Linked DNA regions of Sus scrofa: region 2 is linked to region 1. Evidence: chromatin contacts called from public Hi-C data. All regions are on one chromosome and are shown on one strand. The core of a region is the stretch at or near the end of the contact, and the rest is flanking DNA. Distances in the headings are between cores, read along the strand shown. Region 1 has its middle 21 kb from the start of BTLA. Region 2 holds the start of CD200 (OX-2 membrane glycoprotein).

What was found. Hi-C and Micro-C count contacts between places; a contact is called where the count stands out from the background.
Region 2: a contact with region 1 is called in a Hi-C map of omental adipose tissue, with 1.6 times the contacts expected there. The contact joins the promoter of CD200 here to the enhancer-like site in region 1. A contact is called at or near these places in 1 of 5 promoter capture datasets (liver), 27 of 47 Hi-C or Micro-C datasets (adipose tissue, alveolar macrophages, blood and 14 more) and 1 of 2 datasets of contacts at active chromatin or transcription factors (skeletal muscle).

What each region holds. Positions count from the first base shown.
Region 1 is chr13:147,324,883-147,329,937 of Sscrofa11.1, reverse strand. No RefSeq gene overlaps it. Among named protein-coding and RNA genes, the nearest start is that of BTLA, 21 kb to the left of the region's middle. Within about 2 kb of position 1,912, at least 2 of the 83 cell types and tissues checked have an H3K27ac peak or open chromatin away from gene starts, as enhancers often do. A contact at or near this core is called in omental adipose tissue, where this site is marked.
Region 2 is chr13:147,483,792-147,488,846 of Sscrofa11.1, reverse strand. It overlaps CD200 (OX-2 membrane glycoprotein), which reads left to right and starts at 3,029. Exons shown (of 6, transcript XR_002337904.1): 1 at 3,029-3,415. It overlaps LOC100517427 (OX-2 membrane glycoprotein-like), which reads left to right. Exons shown (of 6, transcript XM_003483321.4): 6 at 2,706-2,882.

The DNA.
Region 1 (5,055 bases), core at 663-3,162:
CAAATACCAGATCCAAGCTGCAACCTACCGGGCTGGATCACAGCAGTGCTGGATCCTTAACCCACTGAGCAAGGCCAGGGATTGAACCTGTGTCCTCCTGGATACTAGTCAGATTTGTTTCCACTCAGTCATGACGGGAACTCCTAGACAAGTTTTTAAATTCAAAAGAAATGAATAGGTAAAAAGGATTTGAGAGAAACTAACAGTATTGAAAGTAGGCCAAAAAAAAGATCCACTAAACTATACAGTTAATATAAATCTCTGAAGAAAAATCAAAGCAAAAGAAAAAAAGCCTAAAAAACAATTTGAAAATTTTCCTGAAATAAAAAATATTGTTATTCTAAGACTACTGAGGCAGAAAAATAATTCAGATAGTTAGTGTAAGAACACAGGCTTCAATATTTTCTTTGATATGGTCATTAATTAATGTCTGTGACTTAAGGGTTCCAGGGAATAACATCCCCACTGGCCTTGTTTACTGCAGGGAGTAAATCTGTTTTATATCCACATGGATGTTAATCTCTAACTCATTCCTCAACTGAAAAAAGGAATGAGAGGAATGGCAACTCCCAGCAACTCCCAGTCTAGAGAAAAAAGAACAAAGAAACCATAGAACTTATGGGGCATATCCACCTCTAAGACCCCTTTTGGACAAGGACTGATATAGGTAAACTGGGCAAGGTCAATAGGAAAAAGAACTAATAGCAGGATCCCATGTTGCTACTCCTGTTTTTAAGGAAAAAACCTCTATAGAACAATAGAAAGGGGAACTCTTCCTCCCCTGCCCAGTGTCTTGCTGGGAGCTATTTGCTTTCCTATAATAAAGACTTTTTGCTTGCTTGTTGCCTGTGTGTATTTGCAAAGTTCATTCTTCGTCTCCATGAACAAGAACCCAGATTCTGGTAACATCTTTCCTGTAACACTACTCTATGTGTAACATGGGATTAAGTAAATAAGTATAGGATAATCTAATTCTTCCAATTCCTATATATCTGAGAACATGAGTCTCTGTGACAAGAAGGAAATACAGGTGCAATACAGAAGTATAAGACCCTGTAGCATTTCCAATTTTTCTTCTTCTGAGGGCCACACCTGCAGCATATGGAAGTTCCCAGGCCAGGGGTCTAACAGCAGCTGCATCTACTAACCTAAGCAACAGCCACAGCCAGGCTGAATCCTAGCTGCATCTGTGACCTACGCAGCAGCCTGTGGCAATGCTGGATACTTAACCCACCAAATGAGGCCAGGGATTGAACCTGCATCCTCATGGACATCATGACAGGTTCTTAACCTACTGAGTCACAACAGGAACTCCTCCAATTTTAATTGGAGGTATTTTATCCTACACACACACACACACACACACACACACACACACACAAGCACAGAGCTAGGAGATAGATAGGGAAAGAAAGAAAGAAAGAAAGAAAGAAAGAAAGAAAGAAAGAAAGAAAGAAAGAAAGAAAGAAAGAAAGAAAGAAAGAAAGAAAGAAGGAAGGAAGGAAGGAAGGAAGGAAGGAAGGAAAGAAAGAAAGAAAGAAAGAAAGAAAGAAAGAAAGAAAGAAAGAAAGAAAGAAAGAAGAGAGAAAGAAGAAAGAAAGAAAGAAAGAGAGAGAGAGAGAGAGAGAGAAAGAAAGAAAAAGAAAGAAAGAAAGAAAGAAAGAAAGAAAGAAAGAAAGAAAGAAAGAAAGAGAGAAAGAAGGGAAGGAAGGAGGGAGGATGGGAAGGACAATGGAAGAAGGAAGAAAGAGAGGGAGGGAGGGAGGGAAGGAGGCATTACTAGGCTCTATCCACTGAAAAGGCCTGAAAACAATTACCAACTCAGTGGCCATGAGCATTTCCAACACCCGAATCGTGGCATTGACATAACATTTCCCACTAAAAAAACAAAACAAAACCAGCAACCAAAAACAAGGGCGTCTTGGAGAAACAGTTGACTCAGGATCTGGGCAGGAAATGTACAAAATAAACCTGAAACATTTTGTCTGAAAAAGAGCAAGAAAGCTTTGAAAAATTACTAGAGTTATACAAAAGGATTCAGAGTCAACTTGAAGTGGGCTCCTATTGGACAAAGATGGGGATAAATAAGCATGGATATTTGCAATTGACAAAAATTAATCAAATGTGAGGAGAGGGGTTAGCAGGAAGGGACTAGAGAGTGTACCCATCCCAGCAATGCCAAGAGAGAAAGCCTAATGTCAATTCTAAGGTTTTGTCTTCCTCTTTAGATTGAGCAGAGTGATTACCGAATTATGAATTATGACTGTGTTTTCAGAAATGATTCCAAGACAATTCTAGAAAAATCAGAACAGCCATGGCCAAACCTTTACCCAAACTAAGGGTAGATTATTGGTACTCAATAAAGTTTGAAAGATAGAAACAAAGTTATTTGTTTTCCCTTTTTATGGCCGCACCTGCTATATACAGAAGTTCCCAGGCCAGGGGTTGAATCAGAGCTGCAGCTGCAGGCCTATACCACAGCCACAGCAACACCCAATTCTTAACCCACTGAGCATGGCCAGGGATCAAACTGGCAACCTCATGGACACTATGTTGAGTTCTTAACCCACTGAGCCACAATGGTAACTCCAAAAACAAAGTTATGTTTTGGTTATAACCCACGTGCCATGTTTACTCAACATATGAGTTATATGCATAAAATATGATGAACCCTGTCCCTATGGAGTAGAGGATCTAGCAAAGATTTTACATGTGTACAAATAACTATAATGCAAAATAGTGTGACATAAGAGCCAAAATGGAGGCAAAAATCAAACTTATATAGTTCAGGGGGCAGAAACATCATGTCTGACAATGCTAAGAGAGAAGAGTAAGATCTAAGCTGGACTTTAAACAGTTAAGTGGCATTTAGTGGGCAGAGATAAGGGAGAACATACTATCCTGAGGAAATAACTTGAACAAAGTGTAGAGAATGTCTTAAAATGCAATAGAAATTCCACCTGTCTGGAAACTCAAGGTATGTAACAGAGGAGTGAGAGGCAAGCCTGGAAGGATGGATCGGGACCAGGGAACTGGATGGGCCTTTATCATGAGTAAAGGTTTGGAATGTGTCTTACAATAGAGAGTCACAGGTTTTTAAATGGGAGGACATTCTACCAACTAAAAGAGCATTTTAGGGTGCCTGAGGGATATGTTAAAAGGAAGGACATGTGGAAGCAGAGGCCAGTGAGGAGGCCATGGCAATCATTAAAGAATGGAACTGCCATGGTGACAGAGGAGGTGAAAAGAGAGAGGTGCCAGAAATATTTTCAAGGAAAAACTAAAATGGACTTTTGAGGAATGATGATGAAAGATTAGGCAGGGCATTGAGAAACTGGAAGGGGGCAGGGATAACAGAGGGTCTGAGCCTGAATGATTGGAAAGAGCTTTGATTGGGTTGGGAAGGAGAGAGTTCTGTGCTTTATAAACTTAAAGGAAGTTGACTGGAAGGAGCAGGGCAATGGAAATGAGACTGGAGAGTTTGGGGAGGCAGGTCTATATATGCAACTCTGAGAGGGTAAATGAGAACTCAGGGCAGTGTAGAGAAAGAAAAGAAGAGCATCAATGATGGGCCCTCGGAGAGATTGACATGTTGTGTGAGCAGGAGGAATGGATGGAGAGAGGATGGAGCAGGGCAGAGATGGTGCCACTCTCTTGGTGCTTAGGCTGCCCCCAGACAGTCAGTCAACCCAACCACTCCACCAGGCACTGTTTGAGAGAGAGCACATTTTAGAGCAGGGCTTTACAACTTCACTGGGGCAAAAGATCAGTTTTCTTCTTTCCAAATTGTTGTCATCAATACTTTGGTAAAGTCAAATAGAATTACTAAAAAAAAGGATCAAGTGCTTGGATGCTGTGGCAATGTCAGATTGCTGTAAACTTTTCTGCACACTTACCCTCAGTTTTGGTACTTACATTGTGATAAATATAAACACCAACACACCTGAGTGGCACTAAGAGAAACTGACATGGAGACGGGGTACTAGTCCAGGCTCTGTCATTAGCCCTCTGTGTAGGCAAGCCTTTGAATTTCACTGCAGTTACCTCCCCTTGTTTGTAAAGTAAGGGAATTAAATTTGCCTAAAGTCTGTATTATATGGTGTTAAAATATTAGTTGACACTGAAAGGGCCTGACTAAATTATCTTTCTGCCCACCTACTTCCTTGCCTGAGTGAGAAAGGTTTTCCTCTCCTGGGAGCCCTTTTCGCCACCTTTCTAATATTTTGCGGTATATTGTGGTGTGTTGAGGCTGGAAGGCTAGTCAGGGAAAAGCAGACCTCTGGGGAACCAGATTTTCTGCAAAACTATTCTGAGCTAATCTCTAATTATCTCTAATTACACCACATAGAAACCATAGGAAATCCAAAACAAAACATTACCCTGAGCCACAGACCCCAGTTTACACAACAGGATCCATGACTCACCAGCTCAGGATTCTAGCACCTACCAGCACAGACCTGTGTATATGCATTTCCACATCTGCCAGCTGACCTGAGGTGGTAAATTGCATTTATCATAGCCTGTTCATCTTATATGCTCCACGTGCCAAACACAGTGCCAGGCATACAGTAGAAGTCCAATATTTCCTTCTCAAATAAATAAATGAATGAAGATTCATTCCAGGCTGACATTACTAAGTTTTTCTTTCTTCAGTGTCCCTCTAACACTATGAAGAAATCACTGCATTCGTTGCAGCACATAGGAATTGTGATTCATATCTCTGGAAAATGTCGTTTGGACTGAATTATGTCCCCATACTCCCTTGCCTTCCAAATTCATGTGTTAAAGCCCTAACATCCTGTGTGACTATGTTTAGAGATGGGACCTAGAAGGAGGCAATAAAGGTTAAGTGAAGGTATAAGAAGGAGGCCTTAGTCTGATAGGGCTAGTGTCCTTATAAGAAGAGGAAGAAGTTTCTCTCTCTCTCCCCTTTTCTGCACACCACAGAGGAAAGGCCTTGCGGGACACAGTGAGTAGGCGGCCATCTGCAAGTCAAAAAGAGTGTTTACCAGAGACAGAATTTGCCAGCATCTTGATCATAGGCTGTGGAAATTT
Region 2 (5,055 bases), core at 1,780-4,279, 160 kb before region 1:
TCAGCTGCACCCATGGTGCATGGAAGTTCCAGGTCAGGGATCAAACCCATGCCGCCACAGAGACAATACCAGATCATTAACCCACTGCGCCACAGCAGGAACTTCTCCAAAGAATTTTTATTAGCAGTGTTTATACTCCATGATGGATAACAACAACAACAAAAGACAAAAAATAAAATAAAATAAAATAAAGTTTTGGAGTTCCCGTCGTGGCGCAGTGGTTAACGAATCCGATTAGGAACCATGAGGTTGCGGGTTCGGTCCCTGCCCTTGCTCAGTGGGTTAACGATCCGGCGTTGCCGTGAGCTGTGGTGTAGGTTGCAGACGCGGCTCGGATCCCACGTTGCTGTGGCTTTGGCGTAGGCCGGTGGCTACAGCTCCGATTCAACCCCTAGCCTGGGAACCTCCATATGCCGCGGGAGCGGCCCAAGAAATAGCAACAACAACAACAATAATGCCGAGGGAGCGGCCCAAGAAATAGCAACAACAATAACAACAACAACAAAAGACAAAAAAAAAATATATATATATACTCCATGATGGTAAGGATTTTTTTCTCCCCACTTTTGATCATCCTTCCATATCCCAAGTGGCTATCTTTGGGGTTTTTAACTTATTCATACATGTCATAATTACTAATATAACAGGACTTTTTCCACTTTTTTACCTTCATATTTCATATTGGTAACATTTTTCCCTTTTCTCCTATGCTGTCTTTCATTAAGTTAAATGTTCTTTGGTTAGTTGGAGTCATATTTTACATTATTCTTCTGATATTTTCCCCTTACTAATAACCTAAATTTTTTATGTCTATTTCTTAAACATATACATCTTGGCATGATTCTCACCTACTCTCATAATCTTACTACCCAGCCCCTTACCTAAAACCTTCCATGTAGTTTAGAATTGTTGAATTATTTTATTACAGAGATACAATTTGGGGGAATCTTGGCTTTTTTTAAGCAATTATAAATTTTGATATTATTTACCCTTTCTGTATCTCTTTCTATGGAGACTTCTCCTGGATGAATTTTTCTTTTTTCTAGAATACTCTTTTTGAAACTATTTTTAAGGAGAGTTTTGATGTAATAAATGTTCTGAGATTATGTGCTTAAGAAAATCTTTTTTTAATCCTATCATTTTATAATATTTTGCTTATAAAATTTAAGACAGAATATTTCAGTAGATTTTAAAATTGGTGTCCAGCGAAATATTATCTAAAAACTTGGGGGAGAAAAAGAATAGAGAAAGATTAAAAATAAAGTGATAGGAAAAGATAAAACTGGGAAAAACCAAAAAATAATAATCTAACAGAATGGTGTACATATGTTTAGGAAAAGCCAAGTAAAAGATTGTTTAGAAGTTCCCGTCGTGGCCCAGCGGGAACGAATCCAACTAGGAACCATGAGGTTGCGGCTTTGATCCCTGGCCTCACTCGGTGGGTTAAGGGTTAAGGATCCCGTGTGGCTGTGGCTGTGGCTTAGGCCAGCAGCTATAGCTTGGATTAGACCTCCTCATATGGGAACCTCCATATACCCATGGGTGCAGCCCTAAAAAGGAAAAAAAAAAAAAAAAAAAAAGATTGTTTATAGTGCCACTACAAAAAATAACCTCAAAATGGAAAACAAACAAATGTCTAGTAACGGTACAGTAAATAAATTGTAGCATTTAGAGTGGGATAGAATATAGCAGTGAGAATGAAAGAACTACAACCACATGCAACAACATGGATGAATTTTTAAATTCTATGGTTGAGTGAAAGAACCAAGACATAAATGAGGACATACCCTATGATATTAATATAAAGTTGACAAACAGGCAAGCCTAGTTGATAATATTAAAGGTAAGAGGGTGACTGGCCGGTGGTAGTGACAGGAAGGGTAGGCAAAGACAGCAGGACAGGCTCTGGAGAGATAAGAATGATTCAATTTTAATCTGCTTCTGGCAATGCAAGTATGTTTATGACAATTCATATTGCAGTACTTATGATCTATGCACTTTCCTCTATGAATAGTACATTTAATCAGAATATTTAAAGGGGTTTTATTTTTATATTTTATGGAATTTCCACAACATACAAAAATTCCGGGGCCGGGGATTGAATCCCGGCCATAGCTGCTTCAACAGCAGATCTTTAACCCACTGTGCCTGGGTTGGGGATGGAACCCTCACTGCCACAGAGACAACTGGATCCTTAACTTGCTATGCCACAGCAGGAACGCCTGAGGTATTTTTAAATATACCTTTGTAGCAATATTTATAAAAGACAAAGTAGAATTCAGAATTATTTTTCTTCAATATTTGAAAATGAACTCGTCTCCTTGCATCCATCACTACCTTGTGACATTTAAAGTCACTTTGATTCTTTTTCCTTGATGTCTCTACTTGTCATTTTTGAAATTTTCTGAATTTTTCTTTGATTTCCTTAATCTGATCTTAATTTTACCATAATATGTCTATAAACTGACTTTCTCTTATGTATCCTGTTTGCCACTCCATGAATCTTTTCAATATGTGTCTGTTTTTCTAGGGGGAAAAAAATCAGTCATTATTTTATTTACAGACTTGGGACTTGCAACCCCACGGATCCCTGAGTAAAAGCTCAGTCCCAGCTCTTTATCAGAGAGGTGGTGGCAGGAAAACAGAAAAGGCTTCAGGAATTGAACACTTCATTGACCTGTTTGTGCTTTTTTGTTTGTTTTAAGATCCGAGGACTCTGGAACTTGTCAGAAAAAGAAGAATCCTCATCCTCAATGCAAATGGAAGAAAAAGATTTTTCTCTCACAGGAAAGAAAAAACCCAGTCACATCCTGAAAGGAGAGCTCATTCCAACATTGATGGTTTAAATATATACTTTGTTTCTGAATAAAAGTAAATATACATTTATTTTGTAAAGTGTCTATCAGTTAAACTCAGCTTTAAAATATTTGCATTTTTCAGCAGTGGTGATCGGAGAAACTGTATAGTATTTCTCAAAAATCATTTCCTTACGTGCCCGCTCCACAACGCAGATTGCCATTCCTCCAAGCATAAACGCAGTGAAATAGTTCATGTCTTCCCACCTCTCCCCTTCTTTTTCTCTCTCTGTGTAATGAAAATGGTAACGTGCATATTTTTTCAAACACTTTTTCAGTCTCCCCAGTTGCCACTTCTGAGAAAATGCGGAATGTTCTGAAGATAGAAAAAAGATGTGTTATTTTATTTTATTGTCTACAACTCCGCCTTCTTTTGCATAAGGGGCGGGGCGTGGGGAAGGGGCTTGAGCCGGAGCAGTGAGGCAGCTCGGGGGAACTAGACCTGGGTAGCCTTGCTCCACCGAACTAGAGGAACGCTGCTAGGTCTGGCTTGCGATTCCTCCGGGCTTCTGGGTGAAGCTAGCCACCGCGCGCGGCCAGGAGCGACGATGGAGAGACTGGTGAGCCGGGCCAGGCGTGGGAAAGAGGGCGCCGGGTGGGCTACAACGCGCCGATGGCCCTGGGGCGGTGGCGGGCAGAGAGCGCCAGACTGCGGCTTTCCCTAGTCTGGTCTGGAGCTGGTATTTCTGCTAGCGCTTTCCTCTCGGCACTTAACCGCGTGGAGGGGCGGATTTTGCCTTCTGAAGTGGGGGCTTTCAGGCCATTCCTGGATTTTTGATTCTCTGTCCCTCGGCTCTGGAAAAGGGACGAGATGCTTCTCCGAAGATCACTGACATCCTCAGTGAGGAACTGGTTTGGGAGGCAGGTGCTGGTGGCGAGTATGGAAGGTGCTTGTATTGCTCGGTTTGGGCATTGAAAGCTAGGGTGAGGTTGCAGAATTTGGGGCTCACTTTCTCCAGGAGATCTCGCTCCCTCAGTGATGCTCCAGCCTCTTTCTCCATCCTCTAGGCCTTTGCCTTGGGAAGCCATAAAGGATGGGATAAATGAGGGTTAACACCCAGGGTATCCATGAAAGACAGACATTTTGTTTATTCAGGATCTGTGTACATGACAAAATGAAGGAAGGAGAGGATTTTCATTTACATAGGTATAAGTAATTTAAAAAACAATAAAAAATAAAATCTAAATATGAGGAATACCTCAAGGTAATTTCTTTTGTATACAGTTTATTGGTAAGACCACACAGCCAGTTATTTCGGTATCTTCCTTAACAAAGGAGAATGGTGGCCTTCGAGCTAGTGTTTACTGTGTGTTAGGTGCTCTTAATTTTCACAGCTATCCCTCAAAGGAGTAGCTATTACTTGATTTTACAAGTAAAGAAACAGGCAGAGAGGTTAATTTTTCCGAGTCCGTGTGACTATATGTGGCAGGAACAGGATTTCGATCTAGAAACTTTCAAGGAAAGAGGTATGTATAAGGGCAATGTAGCTGCCAGGTGGGCAACTATCAGGTAAGACCCTGGGCCTTTGAACCCTGGTCCTCTTGGCAGAGGCTGTAACTGGACTTCTCCATTTCCATTATTGTCTGATCTGGTCAATGAATTTTTTTTAAGCTACCTAATGCATATTGGCATTTACTATATCTTATGCCCTGTATTAAAGGCCCTAAATGCTTAATTCTCTTAGTAACCCGAAGAGATAGCAGCAACATTGGTTTAGTGCTTATTTGTATGTCACTGAGCTTTACACATACTATCACATTTAGTCTTTTTAACAGGGAGAAGGTTGGTACTATTATTTTTTTCTGTATCTCAGAGAGGTAAAATGATTTGTCCTAGCTTACACATCTAGTATTTGTGCTAGCCCGAAACATGTGTATATTTAATAGCAAGGCTTTCTTTCTGATTCCCTTTGCCTCAATCACCATGCTTCTATTTCTTAAACATTGCTGGCTCACAGTTCACCCATCTTATGTTTTAGGCTCACAGTTCACCCATCTTATGTTTTAGTGTACCTCTGCTTTCTCTCCTGTCCTAAAACACAGCTTTTCACTCTGCTTTCTTCATTATAGCCTTTGCTAGACCCTGGATTTCCATGTGGCATGAGGGCTTTAAAAGAATGGTGTGGAATTAGAACGCCAAAGAAAATGTTTTTCATTTTAGAAGCCAAAGCTTGAAATAGCAAGAGCCTAAGCATTTGGG